Regions from separate parts of the Mus musculus genome. Here regions 1, 2, 3, 4, 5 and 7 are each linked to region 6. A link is a contact called in public Hi-C, HiChIP or PLAC-seq and promoter capture Hi-C data. All regions are on one chromosome and are shown on one strand. The core of a region is the stretch at or near the end of the contact, and the rest is flanking DNA. Distances in the headings are between cores, read along the strand shown. Region 1 holds the start of Psmg3 (proteasome (prosome, macropain) assembly chaperone 3). Region 2 holds the start of Mafk (v-maf musculoaponeurotic fibrosarcoma oncogene family, protein K (avian)). Region 3 holds the start of Ptcd1 (pentatricopeptide repeat domain 1). Region 4 holds the start of Zkscan14 (zinc finger with KRAB and SCAN domains 14). Region 5 holds the start of Micall2 (MICAL-like 2). Region 6 holds the start of Foxk1 (forkhead box K1). Region 7 holds the start of Bud31 (BUD31 homolog).

Region 1 (2,700 bases), core at 86-2,585, 2.6 Mb after region 6:
AACCCACACACAAAAGAGTGAGTTTATGTTATTCTTGAAAGTAGATGAAACCGAAGATAATCGTGTTAAGCAAATTATGCCAGTCTCAGAAAGACAGACACCATATGTTTTCTCTGACTGGTGGGGCCTAGATTTTACATAGTCACACTGAACCGTGTGTGTGTGTGTGTGTGTGTGTGTGTGTGTGTGTGTGTGTGTGGTGTACATTTAAGAAAACAAACAGGAAGGAGGGGAGAAAAGGGAAGATAGAGGGAAGGGGGATATGCTCAATTTACAGTCTATAATTTTAAGAAAAAAGTGCTTTGATTTAACAGGTCACCATTAAGAGCACCACTTGTTGCTCTTGCTGAGGACCAGGTTCAGTTCCCATCACCTACATGGCAGCACATAACTGTCTGTAACTCCAAATCTAGGAAACACAACACCCTCTTCTGGCCTCTGTGGGTACTGCATGCACATGACACCATATACAGGAAGGCAAAAATACTCATGCAAATAAATAAACAAACAAACAAATACTGTTTAATTCTTTTAAGTATTCTGCAAGATGAACAATAATTAGTGTAAATGAGACTTGCTCCTCGATACCCACAAGAAAAAAGGAAAAAAATGAAAGAAAGAGGGAAGGAGAAAAAAATGATGGTTGGGATTTGGCTCAGTTTGTGAATGCTTGCGTAGCATACATAAACTCCTGGATGTTATCCCCACACCAGCAAACCATGTGTGGGGTGTGTTCCTGTCATCCCTGCACTTGGAAGGAGAATCAGGAGTTCAATATTTTCCTTGATCAACCTAGGGTACTTGTGACCCTGTCTCAAAAAACAGAAGAGGAGGGGGAGGAGGAGAAGAGGAAAAGAAGGAGGAGGAGGAGGAGGAGGAGGAGGAGGAGGAGGAGGAGGAGGAGGAGGAGGAGGAGGAGGAGGAGGAAATAATCCTAGAACTCGGGAGGATATGTGAGTTTGAGGCCAGCCTGGTCGACATAGTGAGTTCCAGGACAACTAGGGCTACACGGAGATACCGTGACTAAAAGAGGCAAAACTGACAGACAAACAGACGAAACAAGTTACTGTATATTAAGTGTGCCTTAGCCAAAGCCAGGTACACACCAAGTGAAAACAAATATTAAAATATTAATAATATTAAAACAAATATTATTTTGTGTCCACAGCTAGGACACAAAGCTCCCTACACAGGTGGTCAAGCACCGCCACCGAGATCCTGGAGCTCGGAGAGGCACACTGTCCCTTTAACACGAAGCCTGGACGGCTCCTTTGCAGCACGGAACCTTAGGCCCTGGGACTGCCGTGGCCTACGGACCTTAGGCCCAACGGACAGGAACCGGAAGTTCTCGCCGGGACTTCTGCTAAACCATTGCTGGCTTAGTTGCTCCCTGAAACCGCTTTCTGGCGCTGCTGGTGGGGTGAGCGCTGGTTGCCGAGGGTTTCGGTCCCAACTGCTGTCAGTAGTGATCCAGCCATCCCCAGTCCTGCGCCGTCGGGGCTCCCCGGTGAGCTCGGCCGTTTTCCTCATCCCTGATAATCTGGAAGTGGGACAGCTAGTCGCGGGGATGGCGGTCATCGCAAGCAGTGCGGCGGGACAAAGACGCTCACAAAAGCCCGCACGAGCATGCGCGCACTCGCTTTTGGGTTGGGGCGTGGTATTGATAACAGGGTCTCCCCCATGTAGCTCAGGCTGGCCTCGAACTGGGACTTCTCCAGCCTCAGCGTCCCCTGTCCTGGGATGGCAGACATGTGCCACCACGTGCAGCTTGGAATGGGCCGCTTGTCATTTCTGCTGTCGAGCTCCAGGTTGTGTCCGATTCTGATTGCTCCATCCCTTGTTTTCTTTTCTTTTAAAACTAAAGCCTCCGCTGAAGAACGGGACCATGGAAGACAAACCACTGGTAGTATCTAAACAGAAGACAGAAGTGGTGTGCGGTGTGCCCACCCAGGTGGTCTGCACGGCCTTCAGCAGCCACATCCTAGTTGTGGTGACCCAGTTCGGGAAGATGGGTACGCTAGTGTCCTTGGAGCCCAGCAATGTGGCCAATGACATCAGCAAGCCAGTGCTCACCACGAGAGTCCTCCTCGGGCAGGACGAGGTAATGGGAGTTGAGAGCATCTTTTTTTCTGCTGTCATTTGTCCATAGGGATATGGGGTGCCTGATAGGCACAACTCCATACGTACCCAAACTATGCGCAGTGAGCATTTTCCAGGGCCATTCTGGACTGAGGGTGTCCTGGCTGGCTCGAGTGATGCTTTTCCCAGCGTGTTAGCATTTTACTCAACACTCGGGGAGGGATTGATTTTTATGACATAGCCATTTCCTCAGTTTGACCCTGTCCTGATGGCTCTATGTTTATGTCTGCTTCTTGAGTCTTGACAACAGTTCCCTTTGCAGGCCTGTCTGTCTTGATTAGGAGTAACCAGAGAGACGGTAGGCAGAGGTACCAAGGAAAAGTCTTAATACTGCCTCCTGGGCAGTTCCCTCTGTCTGCTTTATGCAGTCCACGTGGTGCTCTGAATCACTGTTGTCCTAGCTTAGGGGGTTTGGGGAAAGCGTGAGACGCTGGCCTAGGTCTCTTAAGGAAAGCATTAGGAGCAGACAGTGTTTGTCCCCAGTGTGACTATACACACCTGTAATCCTTTCAGGGGGAGGCTGCGGCAGAAAAATTGCTACAAGTTTGTGATCAGACTGAG
Region 2 (2,700 bases), core at 183-2,682, 2.6 Mb after region 6:
TCATCAGTGAGGGCTGTCCCCAGTGACATGGGCTGCAGGTAGGTCCTGCCTATACAGCTTTCTTGACTCCATCCACATGCTTAAATTCACACCTACTGTTTCAGTTTGGTTTTGTGTGACAGTGTCTCGCTATGTAACTAAGGCTGGTCTTGAACTAGCTAAGCAATCCAGGCTAACCTTAAACTCAAGATCTTCCTGCCTCAGACTCCCATGTGCTAGGAGTACAAGCATGTGCCACCATAACATAATGGCTTTAGACCAACACCTTTGAAAGAAGTTACCTGGCCCTAAAACACCAGCTCAAAGCATCAAAGTACCCACGTGCACTCCACCAGATACCTTCTGAAATGTTGCTGCCACAGTATGACCTCAGCAGTGCCAACCTCTGGGGTCCCAGGGCTAATTTTAGTGACTCCACAGGAGTGGAAGGGGTGAACTACCTACCAGCTGAGACACAAGCTAGCTTTTGAGGACTGAGTGTACTGAGTGCCTGTCCATCAATTGGAAGGCGAACTGTTAAAGTGCATCTGTGTTAGCAATGAGAGCTGTGTGAAAAGCGAGGCTCAGACTAACTTCCCTAGAGAAACAAGAGCACCAAGCAGCCTCACCTCCCAAATACCGACTGCGTTCTTACGGGGCAAGTTCTAGGAGGCTGGAGTGGCTGTTATCTCAAGGATACCAGAAGAGGAGTCTATCTCCCCCAAAGAGATCTAATCTAGGCACCTAGGACCCACGAGGCTTTCTTCACCTGTAATTTGCTAGAGTTTTTGCTTCTGATTTCTCGCCGCACGCTCGTAAACATGCACACTCTTAACACGCCTATCCGCTCACCCTACTAGGGAACCTCGCACTTCAGAGTTGGATGGGACCTTGGCCCCAGACCACACCTGAAGAAAGTGACGGAAGCGATAGGCTGGCCAAGACGGTCACCTGCCTCGCTCCCCACCCACAGCTTCCACATCCGGCACCGCTGGCCGGTCAGCTGATTAGAAAGTGACACCAGTTACTCAGGCCCTTTCGGGGTCCCGGCCGGGGGCGAGGTGGGGGCGAATTCTACGCCGACGGAAATGGCCAGGTGCGCACGGCTCCCGGGTGCCACTCTCCCGCACGTGGTGGGTCCCGTGTGGGCCTTGAGCTAGGTCCCGCGTGGCACGTGCTCGAGGCCCAGGCTGGGTCCCGCGGCCTTCGGGGTGCTCCTCCCGCAGGTGCACGAACTCTGGGTTCCCCTACCCAGTTCCCGAAGCCCCTCACTCACCCGGGTCGCGCGCGGGGCCGGGCGCGGCGGCTCCTTGCGGACACGCACTCTTCACAAGCGCTTCTGCTCTCGCGCTCCCCTTAGTCGCCGTCTCCGCCTGCGCGCTTCGGACTTCTCGTTCCGACTCGGCGAAGAACAACAAGTCCCTGCCACCCGCCGCCCGCCGCCGGCTCCCCAGTACTGACACCGCTTCCGGGATCGCGCGTCGAAGCGCGTCACCGCCCCGCCCCCGCGATGGCCACGCCCCTAGTGATCACGCCCCTGTTGCTCACGCTTCTTCGCTCACCAAAACCACGCCCTCTCTGGCCGCGCGTCGGCACCACGCCCCTGATGGCCACGCCCCTCGCTGCCCCAGTCCCTGGGTCCTCCTACATGCTTCCACGTGCAGTTGTCTCATTGCTGAGCTCCTGGCCCTGTCCATCCCCAACACACCCGGGGCGGGGTCTGTGCTCCTTTCCCAAGGTAGGGGGTGTCAGGCGAGCGTGACGCACACTGGGTATGGACCCCACGTTTCCTTGAACTTTCAGCCTGGGCATTATGTCTCTATGTCACCCACTGTCGTCTATGCTACTCACTGTGATCCTGAGGCTGCTGGAGCCTCCCCGGGTCTTGGCAGAGAGAATAGAGGCCAACTGGCTAGTGACCATGTTCTGGACCTAACACCAAGCCCACGTCAAGGTGGCGAAGTGGCTCAGTTACACCACATAATCAGCAAGGCAGATGCACCCTACAAAGGAGAAAGAGATATGTATGTAGCATCCTCTTCTGACCCATACCATGACCTTTTGATTTATATCTGAGACAGAGGTAAGGTCTCACTGTGCAGCTCAGAGTGGCCTGGAACACTTATAAAACTTTATTTTTTTTTTTTACTTATTTATATGTGTGTTCATATGTATGTGGATTGGTGTGCACACACTACCACGAATGTGTGGAAGTCAGAGGGCAACTTTAGGGAATCTGTTTTTTCTTTCCACTTTTGGGTTCCGAAAATTGAACTCAGACTTGGTACCTTTACCCACTGAGCCACCTCACTGGCACTGTCTTGAAGCTCTTAATCCTTCTGCCTTCACCCTAAGTGCCTTCACCTAAGCCTGCCCCTCCCCCTCCCCCTCCCCCTCCCCCCTTCTCCCTCTCCTCCCTCCCTCTCCTCCCTCCCTCTCCCTCTCCCCCTCCCCCTCCCCTCCCCCTCCCCCCTCTCCCTCTCCCTGTAAGCAATGGATAGTGTCTTAGTTAGGTTTTTACTGCTGTGAATAGTCACCACGACCAAGGTAACTCTTATAAGGACAACATTTAGTTAGGGCTGCCTTATAGGTTCAGAGGTTTAGTCCATTATCATCAAGGATCATGGTAGCATCCAGGCAGTCATGGTGCAGGCAGAGCTGAGAGTTCTACATCTTCATCTGAAGGCTGCTAGGAAGACTGACTTCCAAGCAGTAAGGATG
Region 3 (2,700 bases), core at 34-2,533, 2.8 Mb before region 6:
TAAAGGCGTGCGCCACCACTGCCCGGCTATTTCTGTGTTTTTTAAAGAAACCCAAATCTTTACTTCAAGTGCACACTTGCCTCCACAGGTTTGTGGATCTATTGCCCCACACAAATGTTCCATGGTCTCAAGGCAGTGCCATCAAATTGAGTAAAAACCTAGTGCTTAAAAGGCTAGCCTGATCTATAGAGTGAGTTTCAGGACAGCCAGGGCTATACAGAGAAACTCTGTCTCGAAAAACAACAACAACAAAGAGTAGACATATGTGCAAGGACGACCTGGCCAAAGAGGACAGTTCTGTCTGAATTGAAGCAGCTCCCCCAAACGGAAGATATATCCCACCAGAACAGGAAAACCATCTCATCACATGAAGAGGGACAGTAAATATAGCTCGGTCTAAAGGTTCGCTGGGGGCCTGAGTTGGGACAGGTGACCCGGAGGTGGGGTAGTGAGGAAAACGGACAATTCCAGGACAGGGAAGGATTTCCCAGGAGCTAGACTAAAGCAAGCCTGGAATATGAGGGTCTACTTGGAGTCTTCGACAGTCAGATACACTCAGACTCTTCTACCGCCTAGTTCTGATGAAAGTAGAGAGGAGCACGCTAAGAGGTGGAAATGGGGGACATTCTAAGACTTTGCTGAAGTTGGAGCAGGATGGGAGAAGGCAGTTCCACTTCAGGATGACACGCGTTCACTGGAGAATTACGCGAACAACCGACACAGTCCTGCTGTCCCGAGGATTGCCACGGAGCAGTCCCCGGGGATCAAGGATCCAAGGAAAGGTCTCCCCGAGTTCAAGTGACACCGGGAAGTCCCAGGACGGAAGCGGAGGAACTAGGCGAGGGTCCCGGGTTCCAGGGCCCAGGGCTGGGGTAACCTCTGGTCAGAATCAGACTCGCCCACCCACCCGCCGGGCCCCGCACTCACTATCCATGCCGGGGAAGGGCAGCGGCTGCGCCCCGAGCTGCTGCTCCACGGCGATCTCCAAGTCGAACTTGATGTGATCTACGCTGGCGATTATTTCCTGCATGGCGGCGGCGGCGGCCTCGGGCCCAGCTCCCCCTCAGGTCTCTCAGCCGCTCTCCGCAACTCACGCTACCTCTCCCCGTCCCCTTCTCGCTTGCCGCCACCGCCGCCGCCGCAGCCGCCGCCCCGCGAGGGATGCCGGGAGCGCTGGAGCCCGCGCCGGCCCTTTTTTCCCATCCAGACTCAGCCAACGGAGCTCAGAGTCCGGCCACTCCTTCAGGCCTGACTAGCCGCCGACCGATCGCCTGTTTCTTTCGGTTCTGTATCTTACACAAGAGGCGGCGACGCAAGTGCGCCTGCGCGGGATCTCCGTAGTCTGTGCTGAGGGCAGGAACGCTGTCTCTGGAGCCGCGGTCCCTCGACTCTGAGGACGTCTCACTAGGGGCTCGCCGCTTAGAACGCTCAGAGTGAGTTTCTGTTCAACCCTCATAGGAAACCCGGAAGCCGGGTGGAAATTGGACCTGAGGGACTTTGTCCAAGCTCAGATGCGAAAACGGAGGATCTAAAGGCCTGGGGAGAGGAAGCAAGGGGCGACCTAGGGTCCCAGGTCTCTCTGTGGGTGTAGCTCTAATGCAGACGTTTAAAAGTCGGGTAAGGGGGCAGGAGGTGTGGCTCAGTTGGTAAAGTGCTTGCCCCACCACCGCATAAGCCGGTAGTGTTAGTACAGACTTGTAATCCCACTAACTGGCAAGTGGAGGCAGAAGGGTCAGAAGCTCAAGACCAGACTGCATTACATGAGACCCTGGAGAGCGAGTCAACCTAGTAGAGCTAAGCCTCAAAATACCGTCATACCTCTTTTCCCTGTTATTATGTCTTGTTTTTGTTGTTGTTTGTTTGTTTTGTTTTTTTATTAAAGGGCTTCAAAGTAAGCAGGCCCAGCACAGCCTAATAAAAATAGAATGCGAGGGTGAGAGGGTGTAGCTCTGTGAGAGGGAGCATGTGCATATATGTGCCTTCCACACCACTCGAGTGCAGATTAGGGAAAAGCTTGTACCACAAGTCCTTCCAAGTATGTTCAGGAATCAAGCTCAGGTCACCGAGCTCTGCAGTAAGCACCTTTATCTGCTGAGACCCTCTTGAGCCTCTTGTTGTTGTTGTCGAGACTGGGGATCTCTAGGTAGCCCTGAGTAGCGTGGACTCACAGTTGTAGACCAGACTGGCATTGAACTCATAGAAATTCTCCTGCCTCTGTCTCCCTGGTGCAGGGCCTAAAGGCATGGCCCATCACGACTTACTCTTACTTTTTAAAGACAATCTCATGAAGCCCAGGCTGGTCTTGAAGTTGACATTATAGCTGAGGGTGACCCTGAATTTCTGACTCTTTTCTACCCAGCTGAGATAGTAAGTTTGACTGATCTCCCACTCCCCACCCTGCACAGAGCCAGGTCTTCCTAACTCAGAGCCTACCCTCTGAGTAAACTTGTCTCTCTTTTCTGACTCTTTTTAAAAAAGATTTGTTTGTTTATTTATTTATTTATTTAATGTATGTGAGTACACTATAGTTGTACAGATGGCTGTGAGCCTTCATGTGGTTGTTGGGAATTGAAATTTTTTAGGACCTCTGCTCGCTCTGGTAGGCCCTGCTTGCACCAGTAGGCCCCCTCACTCCAGCCCAAAGATTTATTTATTATTATATGTAAGTACACTGTCGCTGACTTTAGATGTACCAGAAGA
Region 4 (2,700 bases), core at 40-2,539, 2.8 Mb before region 6:
AGTGGAAGACCTAGTTACAGAACTAAGGTCACAACACTGGGGGCGGAGGGAAGGGCATCTCTCAAATCCACGACTGAAGCAAACTGTATTTTGAGGTGTACCCGGGACTGTCTAGCGGGCCATCTCACTCTAAATCACTCCTGTGGTTCACAACCTTCAGTAATTCTAGTTCTAGGGTATCCGATGCCCTCTTTCTGGCCTCTGGCTGGCCCGGAACTCTCGTAGGCCAGGCTTCCCTAGAACTCACAGAGACCCGCCTGCCTCTACCTTCTGAGTTCTGAAATTAAAGGTGTGTGCCACTAATGCACTTCAAATTATTTGTTTGTTTTTTCAGGCAGGGTTTCTCTATGTAACCCTGGCTACCCTAGAATTTCTCTCTAGACCAGGCTGGCCTCAAACTGAGAGATTTTCCTGCCTCTGCCTCCTGAGTGATGGAGTTTTTTGTTTTTTAACGTGTACAGTGTCTTGCCTGAATTATATCTATGCATCACAAGTGTGCCTACTGGCCACAGGATGCCAGAAGAGGGCAGTCAGATCTCTTGGGATTAGAGTAAGTGTGCTTGTTCCTGTGGTGTCAGAACTAAACTCTGGTTCTCTGGGGTGTTTTTGGTTTTGGTTTAACGTGATTTATTTATTTTACCTGTCTGTTGTGGCACAAGGTTTTAAATCCAGAACTGGGGAGGCAGAGGCAGGCAGATCTCTGTGAGTTCGAGGCCAGTCTAGTTCCCAGAGCTAGTTTCCATAGCCGGGACTATACAAAAAAACCCTGTCTCAAAGAGTCAAAAACAATTTTTAAGTAATTAAAAGAAAAATATACATGTGTATATAGATAGATAGATGTAGATATAGATATAGTTTTACTTTATTTATGGCTGTTTGACCTGCACCATGTTGTGGGAGCCAGTAATTAAACCTAGATCCTCTAAAAGAGCAGCCTGTGTCTTTAACCGCTGAACCATCTCACCAATCCATCTTTTTTTTAAAATTTATTTATTTATATTTATTTTTTTCAAGACAATTTTTTTCTCTGTGTAGGACCCCCTATCTATCTAATCCATCCATCCATCCATCCATCCATCCATCCATCCATCCATCCATCCATCCATCCATCCATCCATCCATCCATCCATCCATCCATCCAATCTGTCATGACTGTCATGACGTGGCCTGCGGCCCCTTTAGTAAAATAAGAAAGGCGAACCATAGAGATGCATCTTAGTCCTCCAGGGCGCTTAGAAAGACCTTACGCAGGCGAGGCCTCTTCCCAGAGGCGGGGTTAATTACGCACTTCCGCTTCGGTTTGTTTTTCTGTCACCTGCCGAAATGAGAACTGAGAAGACCGGGTTCGCGTGTGTGCTGTGTCCGTAGTGGCCTTTTCTGGGCCTCGTTTTTGGAAGAGGGTAGCACTCCGCCTCGGTTTCAGAAAAGGTCCGTGAAGTCATTGGGCTTTGCTCTTCTAGAAAACAAGCTCGACCTGGACGGTCCAGAGGCTCCAATGGCTGCAGGCTCTGGGGTCGTCCCGCCACCTCTCGGTGCTGGGCTTTGTACGGTGAAGGTGGAGGAGGACTCTCCGGGGAATCAGGAGTCCTCCGGTTCCGGAGATTGGCAGAACCCCGAAACTTCTCGAAAACAATTCAGGCAGTTGCGCTACCAGGAAGTGGCCGGCCCTGAGGAGGCGCTGAGCCGACTTTGGGAGCTCTGTCGGAGGTGGCTGAGGCCCGAGCTGCTCTCCAAGGAGCAGATCATGGAGCTGTTGGTGCTGGAGCAATTCCTCACCATCCTGCCCCAGGAGCTCCAGGCCTACGTGCGGGACCACAGCCCTGAAAGTGGGGAGGAGGCTGCGGCCTTGGCGCGGACTCTGCAAAGAGCACTGGATCGGGCCTCTCCGCAGGTGAGACTCGAGTGGACTCTGCATGGCACCAGAGAGATGGCTTAGTGTTTAAGACCCTGAGCTGCTCTTCCAGAGAATGAACTCAGTTCCCAGGACCCCATATAGAGGGGGCTCACAACCATCTGTAGCTCTAGCTTCAAGTGATCTGATGCCATGTTCTAGGCATCTGCATTAACGTGCCCGCGTGCCCAGTCGTGATGATTCAGAGAATACAGCCTGGTTGTCTACACACACACACTTTGAATGAGAATGGCCCCTATATTTGAATATGTTAGGTCCATGAGAAGGCACCTTGGAAAAAATAAATACTCTTGATACTTATTACTGGTTTTGAGATACAGTTTGATTTTTTTTTTTCTTAAAGGTAGAGTCTCACTGTGTGTCCCTATCTGACTTGAACTCATTATATATTATACCAGACTGACCTTTAACTCACAGAGATCCACTTTTACTGTACCTCCAAAGTTCAGGGATTAAAGGTGTGGACCATCATTCCTAGCTTAATTGAAACAGAGCTCGCGTGTGCCTTTTAGAATACAATCTACAATCATTGTCAGTGTAAAAAGTCTAGTTTCTTTTTATTTTTGTTTCCTGTGTGTGACTATGTGTATGAGTGTATGCCACACGTGTAGGGGTGATCAAGGAGCACAGAACAAGGTAGTAGACCCCTGGAACTGGAATCACGTGCTGTTGTATGTTGCCTAATGTGGGTACTGGGCACGTAACACAGGTCAGTCTTCTAGAGAAACAGGAAGCACTCTTCTGATTCATCTCTCCTGCTCGTGAAAAGCTAATCTCAAAATATTCTT
Region 5 (2,700 bases), core at 131-2,630, 2.7 Mb after region 6:
AGCCAGGGCTACACAGAGAAATTCTGTCTCAGAAACAAAACAAAACAACAAAAGAACATTCAGGGCAGCCCCTGGCTCTAACTGAGGACCTGGGAGAGGTACTTTCCTTAATCACCCCTGGCATCCTCAGAGACTTGAAAGAGGCTAAGAGTCTCCTGTCTCAAGACCCCTGGAGCGTGCCCCCTCAGCCTTCCTTTCCTCCTCTGTGAATGTAGAGCGGTTATTCTGGCTGGCTTGGCACCCTTGAGGGTGAAGGGAAAGCAGACAGTATTTTAAAGTTTGAGACAGGGTCTCAGGTCGCCCATGTCAGCCTTGCACCCCATATGTATCCTGGGATAAGCTTGGATTTCTGATCTTCCAGCTTCTCCCCGCTGAGGGCTGGGATTCCAGGTGTGTGCCATCACGACCAGTATCTGTCTGATGGGAAAGCACACTACTCAGCAAGGTCCACCCCAGCTTCCAACCAGACAGCTTTGTAGACCCTGAAAAGGGACACTCCTCAGAGGTTGCATCTACCCTAGCCTCTGTTTTCCCATTTGTCAACAGGCTGCCAACTCTAGAGGCTGAGGCAGGAGGATGAGTTAGGCAGACTAGGCAGCTTGGCCTCAACTTTAAAAAATAAAATAAAATAAAAGAACGCTGTTGCGGGTTTGGACTGGAGAGATGGGTCAGTCGTTAAGAGCATTTGCTGCTCTTCCAGAAGTCCTGGGGTTTAGTTTCCAGCACCCACATGGCAGCACAACCCGCTCCAACTCCGATTCTAGAAGAGCAGGGGCCTTCTTCAGGTCTCCCGGGCTACCAGACACACAAGGGGTGCAGATACACTTTCAGACCAAAGCCCATATGCATAAGATAGAATTAAAAGTAAGAAAGAAAACCGTAGCTGGGAGTGTAGCTCAGCTGGTGGTATGCTTGCCTGGCATGCAGGAAGCCTCAGGGTCCATACCCAGCACTGCACAAACCAGGCATGGTGTGGGGCACAAGCCTGTAATCCGAGAGCAGTAAAGGAGGTGGAGGCTGGGGAATCTGAAACACAAGGTCATCTTTGCTTTTATAATAAGCTAGAGGCCAATGCGAGCTACATTGGTCCCGGTCTCAAGGAAAACAAAAAAAGAAAACCCCGACGCCTCTGCTGGGAGTTATGGCTAAAGGCCAAGGCGGGAGCCAACGCCCAGAGTACCGGGCCCCTATTCTTCAAGTCCCAGGAAAGAGGGGGCGTGGTCTTATGTGGGCGTGCCCTTTGTGGGGCGTGGGTGTGGCCTGACCAAACTGGGGCGGTGCGGCCGGAACAAGGAGCCTGTGTGGAGCTTGGAGCTGGTGAGCCAGGCCTTCAAGAGGCGTGATCTTGTGGGGGCGGGTCTGAAGAGGCGGGGCCTCTAGGGGGCGGGGCCGGCGGCCTCGCAGGCGTCAAGAGTGTGTGGGGCGCCGGTCTCCCGGTGTTCTCTTCTTCCAGCCCGGCTGGTGGTCGGCGGGTCCGGGCCTCCTGCGCGTCTCGGGCCCAAGAGGGGCCTGTAGCCAGCTCCTCGAGCCGCCAGCCCGTCCTGCCGCCCATATGGCCGCCATAAAGGCCCTGCAAGAATGGTGCCGGCAGCAGTGCGAGGGCTACCGGGACGTGAGCATCACCAACATGACCACCTCGTTCCGCGATGGCCTGGCCTTCTGCGCTATCTTGCACCGACACCGGCCTGACCTTATGTGAGTGCTCTTTAACCCCTCTGTCGGGCTCTGATGTGCCGCTGCAAACGGGAAACTGAGGCCACGCCTGCCTTGGGATCCGGGTCGGAGGTTTCAGACACACCCCTCTCAGATGGGCCACCCGGGGTAGAGCAGAGACCTGCAGGTACAGCCTATTTGGTGGTCTCCAAGGCTGTGGCAGTCAAGTAGCCTCTGTGCAGGCCACCAAGTGCAGCTGGGCCAGGGGCCAGGACATGGGCTGTCCAGCCGGCTTAGTCAGTGGTGACTCAGGGCAGCGTCCGCCTTCCCCGAGCTCCCTGAGAAAGGGCAAAGGAACAGCTCCTGGGGGTCTGAGGTCTGGCCCCAAGATCAGGGCCATTTGAGGCTTCTAGTGGGATTACTGCCCCTCCTCTAATTTGTCTAGGCATCTTTGGGAAAGCAATCAAAGAGGGAAGCGCAAGCCTTTTAGCACCTTAGAATGACAGGAGACAATGGAGTCTGGGCCATCATCCTTGGAAGTTGTAGGAGAGGACAGGGATTGGGTCTAAAGCCTTCTATAGAAGAAGAGTCTTGGCATAGGAAGTTGGGAAGCAAGCCAGCTCTGTCTTGTTGAAGGACCTTGGCCCACAACTCAAACTGTTCTATCAGTTATTCACTTAGCAAACACTTAGGCAGACTCTGTTACAGGGACCTAAGTTAGTCTGGTGACCAGAGTCCTGAAATGGGACAAGATCACCTACAGCCCATGCCCTTCAGAGGAAAGCATTCTCCTGTACATGGTACATAAATGCAGAGTTGGCTGGTCTGGGAGTGTTTCCCAGGGAGGTCTTAGGGCTGAGTGAGGCTCCAGGCAGCACCTGTGGAGCCCACCTCAGCCAGCCTTCTTGCTGTGCAGATGGGGAAACTGAGGCTCCGAAAAGGAAAAACAAACAAATATTGTTCGTGTTACACAATGTGTCAGGAAGAGCCAGGCCTGGTGCTATCAGACTCCCTTGTGCCAAGCTTTGCTCTGCTCAGGAAGCCGGA
Region 6 (2,700 bases), core at 124-2,623:
GGGGTCAAGAGTGACCCCAGGTATTGAGGCCAGGTGGGATTAGGGATAAGCTGGGTTCAGAAAGGGTTGGAGATCATGGGTAGCCAACTCCAACATGGGAGGAGTGGAAGACAGATGGGGTTGGGGAGTGTGCAAGTGTGTGTGTGTAAGTGTGTGTGTGTGTGTGTGTGTGTGTGAGAGAGAGAGAGAGACAGACAGACAGACAGACAGACAGAGTCAGAGTCAGAGTCAGAGAGAGAGAAAGGGGTTAGAATGGACCCAAGTGTTCAGGCCTGTCCAGGGTCAGGGTGACAGGATTTCAGGCTGAATGGGAGTCGGGCCCATCCAGGGATCAGTGCCCAATGAGTTAACTGGGGAGTCAGGGTTAGTTGGGTCGTGATTAAGATCAGGACAACCACGGGGTCAGAGCCAGGTGATGGGTGAGATCACCAGTAACTTAAGGATCAGGCTCAGCTGGGCCGGGTGGGATGGAGATCTGTGTAACCAGGGGTCAGAGCTAGGTGGGATCAAGACTGGGAGATGGCTAGGGAATCAGAGCCGGATAGAGTCGAGATTAGAGGGGCTAGGGCCTGGCAGGGTCGAGATGGAGGAGGGAGTGACCAAGGGCTGGGACCCGGTGGGAACGGTAAGAAATTTGAGGCTCGACCCAGGTGCCAGACCAGGCGGAGGCGAGTTCAGGGGGTGACCGGGGGGCGGGGGGTTCAGGTTGAGCAGGGTCGAGATCACAGAGTGACAAGGAGCCAAGCTGGGCGGGGTAGAGGTCAGGGGTGGCCAGGGGGTTCAGGCCAGGTCCGGAGAGGGGTGACCCGAGGGTGGCGCAGTACTCACTGTTGGGGTAGCTGCAGGGCGGGCGCTCCGCGCCTCTGGAAGGCCCCGTCCACGAAGACGCCGTTCTTGCCGAGACAGCGAAGATAGAAGTGAGGCTCCTGGAAGCTGAGCTGCAGGTGGCGCCGGGAAATGAAGCTCGACAGGCCCATGCTTAGGTCCACCGAGCCCTGCGACGAGTTGCGGCCGATGGTGACGCTGGGCTGTCGCATCAGGAACTCGAACTCCCGACCCTCCAGGCGAGCCAGGGCAGGCCCGGGGCTCTGGCGCACGGAGGCAGCGGCCGCGGCCACCAGGGCGGGCGCGGTGGTGGTGGCAGTGGCGACGGTGGAGGGCACCGGCCCGGGGCCGGGCTCGGCGGGCAGCGCGGGCGGCCCGGGTGGAGGTTGCGCCGGCGGCGGCGGGGACGTAGTGGCCGGGAAGGCGGCGGCCGCAGCCGCGGCGCATAGCACGGGGCTGCAGGGAGCCGAGCGCAGCGCCAGCAGGGCGCGGGCGCCGCTGTCCTCGCCGACTTCGGCCATGTTCGCGCAGCTCCGAGCGGCTCCGGTGGCGGCCGAGGCGGCGCGGGGCGGGGCGGGGCGGCGCGCGCGGAAACCCGGGCTGGATCGTGGCCTGGAGCGGAGCCGGGACACCGCAGGACCCTCGCGCTGCGCGCGCAGCTTCCACTCGAGGTGGGCGGGTGCAGAGAGACACAGAGCCCCCTCCTCCAGTCCCGAAGGGTGCTTGGATTCATCACGTTTTTAGGGGTGTCCTATTGAGGCTGGAGTTTAAAGTCCAGGGATGCTTGAAATGGTCTCTGCTCCTTACTGATCGTTTCTGCACAGCTACTCTTTCTGTGCTTTGCTTTTTTTTTTTTTTTGGTTTGGTATAATGTTGCAAATTACATTTTATTCATTCATTTATTTACTTGTGGTTCTTTACCACGTGTGTGTGTGCGCGCGCGCGCGCACGTGTGTTTGTGTGGTCAGAGAGGACAGCTCTCAGCAGTCTATTCTCTCCTACCCTGTGGGGTTCTGAGGATGGCATTGAGGTCGACAAGCTTGGTGACAAGCACCTTTATTTACTGAACCATCTCGATTGTTCTTGTTTTGTTGTTTGAGATCCTGTCTCATACCAAGGCTAGCCTGGTTTTGAATACCTAGATCAGGCTGGCCTCAAATTCATGATCTTCCTGTTCCAGCTTCCTGAGTGTAGCTATTAAGGTGTGTGCCTAGCCCTTTAAAATCAATTTAAAAATTCATTTTTTAAAGACAGGGTCTATGTATGTAGACCAGATTGGCTTCTAGCTGACGACCAACCCGGCTCAGGCTCCGCAATTCTTGCTGGAGTCACAGCTGTGCACCACCACAGCTGGTTCCCCTTGCTCCTTTTAAGGCGAACAGTTCTGCCTGTTTCTAGGGACTGTGGACACCCGAAGATTGACGGTAGTTGAAAACACTTAAATGGTGAACTTGGCACCATGTGAATCCCTTGAGAATTTAAGGTCCTGCACTGGGATGCTAATTCCCCCAAGTCTTCCCCCAGGACCTGCAGCGCGCGAGTGCATGCACACACATACACACTCGATTTCTCACATTTAATAATGACTGAAGGAGCTGACACAGTTGGTAAATTGCCTGATGGCACTCATCCCCCAAGACAGGAAAGTTCATTCCCCGGGACCGACTTCAAAACCCATTGAGAGCTTCGATCTTCCCAGCGCTTTGGGTAAAAGGTTGACAGATAGATCCCTGAAGCTCATTGGCCAGCCTGCCTAGCCAATCAGTGAGCTCCACGTTCATAGTGGAAACACTGTTTCAAAACAAAAACAAAAACACGAATAAAACAGGGCTAAAGGAGCACACAGTTATTCACGCCTGTGCATGCACCGGCGCA
Region 7 (2,700 bases), core at 86-2,585, 2.7 Mb before region 6:
CAGCTTCCCTAGAAGGGAACTGTGACACACACGCATTCTCCAAGCATGTGTGAGGTGGGGCCAGAAGGATTGAGAGTTCAAGGCCAGTTTTGGGTATATGGTGAGCTTGTGCCCAATCTAGACTACATAAGACCCTGTCAAGAAATAAAGAAAAGAAAGGAAGAAAGAGGAAGGAAGACAGACAGTAAGAGGGAGAGAGAGAGAAATAGAGAAGGCAAGAGAGAAAGACAGAGAAAGGAAAGAAGGAAGGAAGGAAAGAAGGAATGCACAATACCTTTGGGTATTGAGAGTAATATAAAAAAAATTCTTGGTCTTCACAGTTACAAAGCTGTGTTCTTGTCCAGATTTACCAACTATTCTGTGACTCTGGGGGAGATCACTTTTCTTCTGCAGTCTTCTGTCTCATCTGTAGAATAAAAGCAGTAGATTACACACGTTAAATAGCCGCCAAAAATCTCTCTTTTTAGAACAACAAAGCAGGCCAGTCAAAATCTAAATAGAAACGCTGTTTTCTTCTTCTTCCGATTGCATAAAGCTTTCTAGCTGGCAAAGAGTAACCTATCAGCATAACAGACTCATCTGCTCAAAACTGTCTTTAGTCCCATCCACTGTATGGTGACTGACACTTTACAATCCCCTATTCCCACACCCCTTCTTAACAATTTAATAAATTAAGAATAAAACTCTTAAGACGTGGACTCAGGGTCACATTGCTGACAACCAGTGAGTCTAACAGATTAGAGGCTCCTGACTTCCCCATCAGTGGTCTTTGCTCTGGTTTTTCCAGCGCTTACGTTAAAAGATAGATTGACTCTGAGCCCTTCCCAGGGCGCACAGCCTGATTAGAGAATCACTTTCTCCTGACCTAGGAGGACTCAACCCGAGAGGCTCTCGGGGCCGGGGAGAGGTAAAACGAAGAGGCGATCGGATCAGGAGGAAAGAGGTGTTGTGTTGGGCTGTTTACAGACGTAGAAGAGCGGGAAAAGGGGTGAACAAGAGCGAAGTTACGGAAGGGACAGTGGCAGAAAACTCAAGAGCAGCATCTGAGAAAAAAAGCGGTGTTTAGACAGAAAACGGTCCCGGAAGAGAAAACGACGTGGGAAAAAAACACACACGCAGAGAGAGAAAGAGCGAGCCCCAAGTTTACCATCCCCTGTGCAAGTCATCGGAGACTCCAGCCTCTGCCGCATAAGCAGCTCACACAGCTCTCCTGCCCGTAACCATTGCCAAAGATACGGTACTCGAGAACCGAGCAGAGAAACACTCACCGGAAACTCAAGCACCTAAGGCCGCTGCTTCTTTATTGACGGCTTCCGCTCCGGCGACAAACTCTTCAGAATAAGGCCCTCGCGGGGCCCCGCCCACCTCGCGCGGAGATTGCGTCATCTTAGGTGTCCCTGGCGCTGCCTTTGTAGAATTCCGTAAACCGTACGGCCCTTTTCCTCTCACTTCCTGTAGGGGTGGCCCACACGGCTACGTGTCTCCTCGGACAGGGACACCGGGGAACGCGGATTCCTGGCAGTACATATTCTGGTCAGGAATTCAGGCACCTCCCAAGACAGCCCGGCCTCGGTGTGAGGTCCCAGATCCTCGCAGCCGTGGCGGCGGTGGCGGCGTCAGTGGCGCGCGGAGAGGGAACCAAGCCGGGCGGAAGAAGTCGATTCCAAGGAGTTTCCGGTTCCGGTGTCAGTTCGAGGCGCCGCCGCCGCCGCTGCAGCCGCCGGAGCCGAGATGCCTAAAGGAGGTGAGGGGGTGGGCGCGCGTGGTTCGCGTGGCTTCTCTAGTGGCGGCCGTAGGCGGGCTGCCGCGGACCCCTCAGCCCGCGGGTCTGGGGCCTCTAAGAGATCCGCGCTGAAGGAGGCCATCCCCGTCGCCTCCCAGCCATGCGTGGGCCTCGACGCTCAATTGTCCTGCCTGGGAAGCCGAGGACCACAGTGGTTGAGGGCCTCTCCGTCGGGGATTTTTGAGGAGACTCACGGGTGCTGGGTCCTTGTCCTTGAGGAGAGCAGGACCCAGGAGTCTCGGCCAAGCCTCCGGAGCATCTGAAGTTTGTCCTCCCATTTGGCTGGCCGGAGACTGAGTCACCGCGTCCCGCGCTGGTGCGGTGCCTGGCTGCCTCGAGCATAAAATGTGGCTTTTGTGGAGCTTTTGAGGAGCCACGCCTGCCTCATAATAAGACCTTGACTTGATGATGTGGGACCTGGCTCTGATTCTCTCCTTGCACCGTAGCCACTAAGGATGTGCTTCTGAGCCAGTCGCCTAACTTCTTTGTGTCCCGGTTTTGTCGTTTCCAAAAAGGGGGTTGGGGTGGGGGACATTGATTATATTTTCCTCCTGTTATGAGAGAGGCATAAACTAGGTAGCCCACGTACTCAGCCCAGTGCCCCGCAGCCCCTAAATGTTCAGCTATTACTGTGTGTAGAGACCAAGAAAACAAGTGTTTCCCATCGTACATTGGTTTCACCCCTTAGAATCAGGGGTTTGAATACCAGATATATCACATCTTAAGTCTGTGGCCTCAAACAAAACTTTTCCAGTTCGTTTTCTTCATCTGAACTACAGGGGTATTAATAAGGCTTAGTTGGATGAGTAGGAGACAGGCGGACAGGAGTTACGGTGGCAGAATAAATCGCTCTAAGGGCCTGGCTAGCTCCCAGCACAGAACAGATGTTCAGTAAATGTTGGCAGCTCACGTGTTAA

The links. Promoter capture Hi-C pulls out the DNA fragments that hold promoters and counts their contacts. A called contact is a pair of places that touch in the nucleus more often than the background predicts. HiChIP or PLAC-seq counts read pairs in DNA pulled down with a chosen protein or histone mark.
Region 1: a contact with region 6 is called in a promoter capture Hi-C map of liver, with 6 times the contacts expected there. The contact joins the promoter of Psmg3 here to the promoter of Foxk1 in region 6. A contact is called at or near these places in 4 of 39 promoter capture datasets (embryonic stem cells, liver and pre-B cells).
Region 2: a contact with region 6 is called in an H3K4me3 HiChIP or PLAC-seq map of embryonic forebrain, with 4 times the contacts expected there. The contact joins the promoter of Mafk here to the promoter of Foxk1 in region 6. A contact is called at or near these places in 2 of 115 datasets of contacts at active chromatin or transcription factors (astrocytes and embryonic forebrain).
Region 3: a Hi-C map of B cells shows a contact between it and region 6, with 7 read pairs. The contact joins the promoter of Ptcd1 here to the promoter of Foxk1 in region 6. A contact is called at or near these places in 1 of 39 promoter capture datasets (cranial neural crest) and 1 of 484 Hi-C or Micro-C datasets (B cells).
Region 4: an H3K4me3 HiChIP or PLAC-seq map of bone marrow-derived macrophages shows a contact between it and region 6, with 3 times the contacts expected there. The contact joins the promoter of Zkscan14 here to the promoter of Foxk1 in region 6.
Region 5: a promoter capture Hi-C map of liver shows a contact between it and region 6, with 4 times the contacts expected there. The contact joins the promoter of Micall2 here to the promoter of Foxk1 in region 6. A contact is called at or near these places in 2 of 39 promoter capture datasets (liver and pre-B cells).
Region 7: a contact with region 6 is called in an H3K4me3 HiChIP or PLAC-seq map of bone marrow-derived macrophages, with 4 times the contacts expected there. The contact joins the promoter of Bud31 here to the promoter of Foxk1 in region 6. A contact is called at or near these places in 2 of 39 promoter capture datasets (the 3T3-L1 cell line and pre-B cells), 1 of 115 datasets of contacts at active chromatin or transcription factors (bone marrow-derived macrophages) and 1 of 9 other capture datasets (adipose tissue).

The regions. Positions count from the first base shown.
Region 1 is chr5:139,825,529-139,828,228 of GRCm38.p6, reverse strand. Psmg3 (proteasome (prosome, macropain) assembly chaperone 3) reads left to right here and starts at 1,335. Exons shown (of 3, transcript NM_025604.4): 1 at 1,335-1,507; 2 at 1,865-2,101. The coding sequence starts at 1,886.
Region 2 is chr5:139,790,268-139,792,967 of GRCm38.p6, reverse strand. Mafk (v-maf musculoaponeurotic fibrosarcoma oncogene family, protein K (avian)) reads right to left here and starts at 1,432. Exons shown (of 3, transcript NM_010757.2): 1 at 1,256-1,432.
Region 3 is chr5:145,165,687-145,168,386 of GRCm38.p6, reverse strand. It overlaps Ptcd1 (pentatricopeptide repeat domain 1), which reads left to right and starts at 1,283. Exons shown (of 9, transcript NM_133735.2): 1 at 1,283-1,433. Cpsf4 (cleavage and polyadenylation specific factor 4) reads right to left here and starts at 1,174. Exons shown (of 8, transcript NM_001291248.1): 1 at 928-1,174. The coding sequence starts at 1,030.
Region 4 is chr5:145,200,471-145,203,170 of GRCm38.p6, reverse strand. Zkscan14 (zinc finger with KRAB and SCAN domains 14) reads left to right here and starts at 1,289. Exons shown (of 3, transcript NM_023322.2): 1 at 1,289-1,891. The coding sequence starts at 1,496.
Region 5 is chr5:139,735,013-139,737,712 of GRCm38.p6, reverse strand. Micall2 (MICAL-like 2) reads left to right here and starts at 1,380. Exons shown (of 17, transcript NM_174850.3): 1 at 1,380-1,695. The coding sequence starts at 1,553.
Region 6 is chr5:142,400,170-142,402,869 of GRCm38.p6, reverse strand. Foxk1 (forkhead box K1) reads right to left here and starts at 1,373. Exons shown (of 9, transcript NM_199068.2): 1 at 829-1,373. The coding sequence starts at 1,346.
Region 7 is chr5:145,139,011-145,141,710 of GRCm38.p6, reverse strand. It overlaps Bud31 (BUD31 homolog), which reads right to left and starts at 1,335. Exons shown (of 6, transcript NM_001310771.1): 1 at 1,269-1,335; 2 at 275-406. Pdap1 (PDGFA associated protein 1) reads left to right here and starts at 1,686. Exons shown (of 6, transcript NM_001033313.4): 1 at 1,686-1,744. The coding sequence starts at 1,732.